Linked DNA regions of Rattus norvegicus: region 1 is linked to region 2. The links are chromatin contacts, called in public Hi-C maps. All regions are on one chromosome and are shown on one strand. The core of a region is the stretch at or near the end of the contact, and the rest is flanking DNA. Distances in the headings are between cores, read along the strand shown.

The links. A called contact is a pair of places that touch in the nucleus more often than the background predicts.
Region 1: a Hi-C map of liver shows a contact between it and region 2, with 5 times the contacts expected there. The contact joins two enhancer-like sites. A contact is called at or near these places in 3 of 12 Hi-C or Micro-C datasets (kidney, liver and mammary epithelial cells).

Annotation. Positions count from the first base shown.
Region 1 is chr4:182,618,575-182,622,523 of GRCr8, forward strand. No RefSeq gene overlaps it. Among named protein-coding and RNA genes, the nearest start is that of Far2, 85 kb to the right of the region's middle. Within about 2 kb of position 1,762, at least 3 of the 93 cell types and tissues checked have an H3K27ac peak or open chromatin away from gene starts, as enhancers often do. A contact at or near this core is called in liver, where this site is marked.
Region 2 is chr4:182,364,236-182,368,332 of GRCr8, forward strand. No RefSeq gene overlaps it. Among named protein-coding and RNA genes, the nearest start is that of Ccdc91, 230 kb to the left of the region's middle. Within about 2 kb of position 2,341, at least 3 of the 93 cell types and tissues checked have an H3K27ac peak or open chromatin away from gene starts, as enhancers often do. A contact at or near this core is called in liver, where this site is marked.

The DNA.
Region 1 (3,949 bases), core at 512-3,011, 250 kb after region 2:
AGGCTTTATATTCCTGCCCAGGGTCTCCAACCTAAGCCCATTAGAGAGACACTGAGTCATTCAGGTTTGCTTGGCATTTGTGGGTCCTCTGCCAGCTCTGTACTTTAAGAATCTCATAAAAGCTTTTTTTCCTAGTACTGTCTTGACATGATTTCCTATAGTCAACTGGAGATAAATATTCTCTATAATGGTCTAACATTGGTAAATCCTAGCTTCTGCCCTCTCAGGTCCATGGTGAAGAAAAAAGAACTTTCTGTGTCCATCTGGGTGCCAGATCTTTGATACAAATCCTCACTGTTGGGCTGGGGTGATATCTCAGTTGGTCAAGTGCTTGCTGCCCAAGCACAAGGTTTAGTGATCACATGGGCAGCATTCTTGATATCCCAGCTCAGACAAGCAGATACTTGGGGCACTACCTGGCCTAACCTAGTTGGTGAGATCCAATGAGAAACCCTGTTTCAAAAACAAGGATATCAAAGAGACAAGGAATGATACCCAAAGTTGACATGCAAATGTGAGCATGTGTGTGTGCATATGTGTGAGTGTGTGTATATATGTGTGTATACATGTGTGTGCGCTCATGTGTGTGTGCAGTGTATGTGTGTACATGTGTATGTGCATGTGTATGAATGTATGTGTGTGCATGTTTGCATGTGTACATGTATGTACATGTGTGTGTTCGTGTGTTGTGTGTGCATGTGTGTTTGGAAAGTGAGAAGACAAGGGTAGAGGAGGTTATCCTCGGTGTTGTGTCCATCTGCTTTTCTGTGTACAGGCATAGACACAGGGAACTGGACTGAGGCAGTTGAGAACCAGCCTTGAGAGCTCCCAAGTTCCTTGCTCCAGTCTGCACTCCTCCACAGTGTTAAAGACCAAGTTTCCCACATAGCAAGGGTCTCTATTCTGTCTTTAGAACCCAATGGTCATGTGCCCATGTGACAGTCCTATGGTCCCTGGGCCGTATGTCTCATCCTCTCCCACCTGTGCTTCAGTACCACGTGTATGGTCAGTACACAAGGGGTTTCCCTGTCCGTTATATTCAGGCCTTTCTGCTCACTGCAGCATCATGCCAGACCTAGGGAGCAGTGGCAGCAAGTAGTGTCATGCCAGGCCCTGGGAGAGATCAGCACCGTAGTTCACACCAATTCTCATGCCTAAGGCTTTAAAACGGAGCGCAAACAACTCTAGAGCCATGGTGCTCTGCGTACTCCTCTAGGTGTGTATGTGTATGACTCAGTGAGAGCGCCACTCGCACATACACACAGAAGCTTGGCCTCTGACTGGGAGACATCCTGGCACTGGGGTATACTGGAGTTACAAAGGATGAGCGGCTTTCTGTTGGCTTTCTTCCCTCTGTGCGGCCCTGGTGACTGCCCAGCGAGAGGAAACACCCCATCATCGAGGATTCTTTTCCCTAGCTGCATTTACAAAATCTCTCTGAATAATCAACCAGCAATCAATCCGTGGGGAAGGCTCAGGCAGTCCCTGGCAGTGCAGTCCACGAGGTCTGGGGTCCGGGTGGGGATCGGGGGAGTGGAGGCGTGGGGCTCCGGAGCACAGTTTTGTCCCAAGTTGATTTTCTTAACCTTGGGTATGTGCTGTTGATGTGAAAGCAGGAAGAAATGCCACATTATCCCCCCTCGGCTTTGCGTGCCTTGCTTGGCACGGAGTCTGCCAGTTTAGACCACCTATCATGCAGACCTGCCTCGGAAGAAAACTGGCTCTGTGATAAACACACCTAGGGATCTGTGAGTCAAGAGTGCCCCCTAACGGAAGCATGAAGGATGCCTGGGATTTACCTTCTTTTCTTTCACTGGCAACAATTCTGTCCCGTTTTACATCTTGGGCTCAAAGCTTACATTTACCTTCATCTGTCAGGGTGAAACTTAAAATGCTCACTGCCTCCTGCCTTGGGTCCTGGACCCAAAAGATTCTTCTGTGGCTCTGGTCTCCCATGAATCCTGGCCCCTGCTTATAATTTTTACCCTTACTTATGATTGAGAAATGAAGGGTTTCTGGGATTAATTCCTCTCAGGTTTTAAGATGAGGTAGCCACAGTGATTTCAGCCCCATCTTCCTCTGAGAAGTGTCCATGCTTTTTCCTAAAGGCATGTGTTAATCATTTAGCCAATTCTACTTGGCGCGGGGCACCCCAAAGCCCTCTTGAGATGATGCAATGTCGCAGAGCGAGAGTCCAAGCTGATCCGCGTGGGTCGGCATAGGAGGGCTGCGTTCAGACTTGCTGGCTGCACTTACTGAGAAAACCCACATAGGTATGTTCCAGAAACAGTGACGATTAGCTCAAACTGAACCCAGGATCAGGCAATGCTTGTTGGACATTGCCTGCCTCTCTCCTCTGTGAGTGAGCTAAGCCATTAATACTTAAACAGTAGAGACAGCTGTTGGACGATGGGCAGTGTCTGAAGGGCCTTTCCACCCTGTCACTTGGCCATGAAGGTGGCTCAGACACGAAATGGATCCAGCTAGCTTCCCTTGCCACCCAAGCAGAACCAGGTCATGTGTACAACGTCAGACCATGGGCTTCCAAGAGCTATGGAAATTGGTGCTGGGAACTTGCTGTCCCTAGAAGCATGACATGTAGACAAGCGGTGCTTCTCATTTCTCTGTTAGACTGGAAATAACTCTCTGGCCTGTAAGTGTGTGAATTATAACTGGACCCCTGAGCCTGGACCTCAAGGTTTGTCTCTCGCTTTTGTGGTTCATAACATTAAATCACCATGGGGCCTGGGGGGATGACTCAGCATAAATATGAAGACTGAGTCCGATCCTCGGCCTCATGTTAAAAAAGGAAAACGGGGGGGGGGGGGGACAGAGAGAGAGAGAGAAGGGAGGGAGGGAGGGAGGGAGGGAGGGAGGGAGGGAGGGAGGGAGGGAGAGAAAAAAGTCAAGTTCAGTGGAGCACATCTGTAATCCTAGTATGGGGGTTGAGGGGAGACAGAGCAGAAACATCCCTGGAACTGGCTGGCCAGCCAGGCTACACAATCAGTTTGAGCTCCAGGTTCAGTAAGAGACCCTGTCTTAAAAAATAAAATGGAGGGGGTTGGGGATTTAGCTCAGTGGTAGAGCGCTTGCCTAGGAAGCACAAGGCCCTGGGTTCGGTCCCCAGCTCCGAAAAAAAGAAAAAGGAAAAAAAAATAAAATGGAGAGCAATTTAAGAAGACACTGGACAGTGACCTCTGGGATCAATGTGCATGCGTGTGCACACACCTGCGCACACACATGTGCACATGTGCGCACACACATGTGCACATATGCGCACACATGCACGCATGCACACACGCATGCACACACACATTATTCAGAGACACGGTATTTTGGAAACTTCACTGTCTTAATCCAGCAAGACTCTTGGCAAAGGTCTGCAAACATCTAAACCCAGTTCAGGAGTAAAGTGGCAAGGAAGATGGTCAAACCCAGTTCCATGTGTTCACATGAGAGGATCAGAAATTGAATTTTAAGCGTCTGTGCTGAAACGTAGAGGTGACACTGCCACCACCCCTCCCTAAGCAATGTAGTACAGCAAGGGTGTGTGCAGTATTCCCATTCTTCAAGGCATCCTCTGTAACACAGGGGGCTTGGGCAGCCCTAGATTCTGGTATGAAGGAACAGGAGGCCATGGAACCAATATCTGAAGAATACATAGGAATAACTTAACAATAAAGTGGGACCAGGACATATACAACAAACCCAGAAGCTCCAAGTAAGAACTGGTGTTTACTTGCACAGGCCAGTGCCTTGTCTGCCCAGGCTCTATTCCTCCACATCTAGAATGCAAAGGATTATGCCAACTGGTGGGAATGCTGAAGGTCACTGAGTGAATAAGCACCAAATCTGGTCAACTCTAAGTTAAACTTGACATGAGACTCGTCAGGTCAATGCCCAGCTTTTCACCTTCTCTGGTTTGGGTTCTTGGTGTTAATCACATGCG
Region 2 (4,097 bases), core at 1,091-3,590:
AACTAGTCCAGTTTTAGATGGAATTTTAGGCCAGGGTAATTTTTAATCTTTCTAATGTAGATGCGGTCATTCATGTAAATCTCTCTCCTGAAGCACACATATTCCATTTCCTCCTGGTGTGTTACATGCCTTTAAAAGCGTGTTTGAATAAAAGGGAACTAATACTTAAAAATGAATAAAATCATTCATCGTAGCACTGATGTGAGTTTGTGCTTGGGGCTCCTAAGCCAAATGTCAGAAAAGACCGCATTCTTCTTTGTAATTTACCAAGCAGCCTTCTAGTGGGGAGCCAGGGCTGTGGGGGCAGGGGCTTTGCTCCTTTAGGAAGTGGACAGCAGCAACACAGCCCCTTCCTGCAGTTAGCCTTTCTTTAAGGTGGGGAAATTTTCACTCCATTTTTTTAAATGTCACGGTTGGCATAACGTAAGCAGAAAAGTGTTTGTTTTTAACCTTGCATGGATGCAGAGGGCTGTGTTCTGTGTCCGGAGCACTGGACTTTTCCATGCGCTCAACTACACCAGGCCAGACCAAACCAAACACATGGTTCAAGGACTCCGGTGGTTCACCGTGCTGGAGAAAGTGGCTTTTCCAAGACCTTTGTGGACCATCCCGTTGTGGACAATATTAACGGGGAGAAAGGAATCAGCAGGGAAGCTATTTTCCCAGTCTTTCACTCCCCATACCCGGTCCTCAGTGGTCTTACCAGCCTGCAAATTTTAATATTGTTCACAGAGCATACTCTCATCATATATATATATATATATATATATATATATATATGCGCGCATGTGTGTATGCATGTGTGTATGTGTATGTATAATATATGTATATGATGTATATGTATATGATGTATATGTATATGTATGTATATGTATATATATGAGATGTTTGGTGTCTCTGAGGGGCAACATGCTGCTGTTAGGTGACTCTGAGAAGCAGTTTCCTCTGCGTGCTCCTTTGGCTTTTCTGGTGCTTCTCTAAGGTCCTGTTACTTCATTATGTTCTTCTCTCAAAAACCAGTGGTGGTTCACTCCACTATCTTTCTGCCAGTGAGGTTTCTGGGGGAAAGCTGGGTTTGTGCCCTTGCTGTTGCCTCTTTTAGTTTTTTTCTTAGCATTCCTACATCCAGTAATTCTGCAACATCCAAACTGCTTTCTCTTTTCTCTCTGAGGTTCCCACATCTGTAACTGTCTGTCTAAAACATCTCCCCAAGGATTATTATTTGAAGTATTTCTTGTATCTCTATCTCTCTCTCTCTCTCTCTCTCTCTCTCTCTCTCTCTCTCTCTCTCTCTCTCCCTCTCTCTCCTTCCCTCCCTCTCTCTCCCTCTCTCTCCCTCTTTCTTGTTCTATCGCTCACTCTCTCATTCTCTCACTTGCTCTCTCACTTTTTTCTCTCTCTTGCTCTCTCTTACTTTCTTCCTTCCTTCCTTTCTCTTCCTCTTTCTTTCTTTCTTTCTTTCTTTCTTTCTTTCTCACATACACTCTTGCTGGCTTTCTGTCTCTCACTCTGTCTTTCTTTCTGGCTCTCTCTCACTCTCTCCATTTATATAAATGTTACACCCTCTCTAATCTCCCGCCTCTCAGGTACTCTGCTTGCTGCCCACAGTGTCTTCTCTTTGTGCTATGTCAAGTGTCCACTGAGGTACAGCAAAGCTCAGAGAGTCTCACCTCAGCTATTCACAGACTGTTAATTCATCCATTCTTCATCTACACGCTGCTGTTCTTTGATGCTAACATCTCACCTTAGTTCTGTCTTAGACTTTTCACCTCGGTTCTTACGTTTCCCAGTGACTTTACCCATCAGAGCCCTTTGAAAATCAGTTGTTAAAGCCCCAGGTGGCATTCCATCACGGCACGTCTGGTTCTCCTGTTGCTTGCTTTAATTGCCTTTTAATATGGCTTGTGGGTTTGTGTGTGCGCACGCATGTGTGCATGCACTTGTGAGTGTGTTTTAATAACTACTATGATGGGCTGGATAACAGCAGCTCTAAATCACATTTTACTGGTGGTCGGGTGGTGGAGAAGGGGGGCCCTCCCAAATCTTGTCTTTGTGTCTCTTTTTAAGCTTGTAACTCTGGACATGAACTTCATGAGGACATCCTAGCACCTAACCCTTGCCCCTCAAGTGTGCCAGAATGGCCAGGTTTAGCTGTAGTCAATGTTTCCTTTCTCTGGATCAGATAAGTTTTGATAAAACAACAGCAGGATATGCTACTGTTGAAGACCTTCTGCTGCAGCCAACTTTTTAAGAGGGGAACTCTATACAGCATGTAGAGATTCTTCCTCTTGTCCACTCCTGTGTATTAGTATGTGGGTGTGTGGATGTACACGTGCACAGAATGTGGAAGGCAGAGGTCAACTTTGGCTGTTGTTCCTCAGGAACATCCATTTAATTTTTAACACAGAGTCTCACCAAGAGGCTAAACTGGCTCATGATTGAACCCCAGGGACTGTGTCATATTCACCTTCCTGAGTTCATTAGAACAAGAGAGAGAGAGAGAGAGAGAGAGAGAGAGAGAGAGAGAGAGAGAGAATGAGAATGCAGGTGCCAGAAGACAATGTCAGATACCAGAATAGGAGTTTGTGAACCGCCATGTGTGTACTAGAGACTGACCCCAGGCCCTCCTCTGCAAGAGCAATAAACACGTTTACTCTCCGAGCCATCTCCAGTCCACCGCCTGGCTTCTTATAGACACCAAGGATTGAACTACAATTATCATGCATGCATGGCAACCCTTTTACCAACTGAGCCACTTCCCCAGTCCCTAATTTGTTGCCTTTTAAAAGTTACACATTAACCACAATTTTACAGACCTTGTGCGCAATTGCTTCACTTGAGTTCTTCTCAAATACAGAGAATAGTACTATGACTGGCAACACACAATGGTTCAAATGTTTCTGTAACAGCAAACTGCTACTTATTTTCTAGGTTTTTCTTATATCATTCTCCATGATATCTGGGAAGAAAGTATCTCTTTGAAAAAATTTATTATTAGCATGGTGTGCCTGAGGCCGTCAGAGGACAACTTTGTGAAGTCACCAGTTTCCTCCCGACTTTATATGGGTCTGTGTTGAATTGAGATCTTTGACTTTTACAGCCAGCGCTCAGCAGCCTGGGAATGGAAATGCCCTAATTGCTGTTTTCTGACAACACAGAGGCAGGGTCATCTTTTCATCTTAAAAATTTAACTTGTCTCTCTTCCAGGCTCCCAATGTGAAGAACTGTTATCAGTTGTTCAGGGTACCACTCAGTGACAAGGAATACGGATGCTGAGTTTCCCTGTGTCTGCTGGGAATTCCTCAACGTCATCTGTAGGCTTAGGAGAGTAGGCTAGGGACCCTGAGCCAGGCAGGCCCTTCGGCAGCATTGTGGGATACAAAGCACCTTATGGAGTGTGTTTGGAATAGAAGCCTCCTAGGAGAAGGCAAAGCTAGGGTGCCCTGGGCTCCTTTCCTCCTCTGAAAATCTATCCCAGGCTAGGATTTGTACCCCAATGGCTTCGAGAAAGCCTGGGAGCCCTTGTACAGTTGGGTGGGCAATCCTCAAAGGTCCACGTACCAAATGTGGTCATCCACTGCTGGTTCTGCTGGTTCACCGATTGCGGTCATCTGCTGTTGGTTCTCTTGGAGGATGTTGACAGTGAACATATACGTGCTGCCCTAGAATCTCTCTCTCTCTGTTTCATGGCCACCGTGTGTTCACTCCCCTGTATGTGCCCACTGTGCAGTGCTGCCTCAGAATGGGCCCCAAAGCAATGGACCAACTGACCAAAGACTGAGACACACTAACCGGGAGAAAGTAAGCATCTGTTTTTCACGTGGCTGTTGCTAGTATTTTCTTACAGCAGTAGGACGCTATCCATCCTAACATTATTTTTCTTCCAGAATGAGCCTTCAGTTTAGATAATCACATTATAATTTAATAGAAGGTACATCAAACTTTTTTATTCATTTGTTTCTCCTTTTAACTTTACCTTCCAATCTATTTATCATAAATTAACTTGTACATGTGCATGAATATTGACCTAGATTTTTATTTTATTCAATTAAATTATCTTAAAGAATCACAAAATCTAGCCAGGTGTGGTATCACAT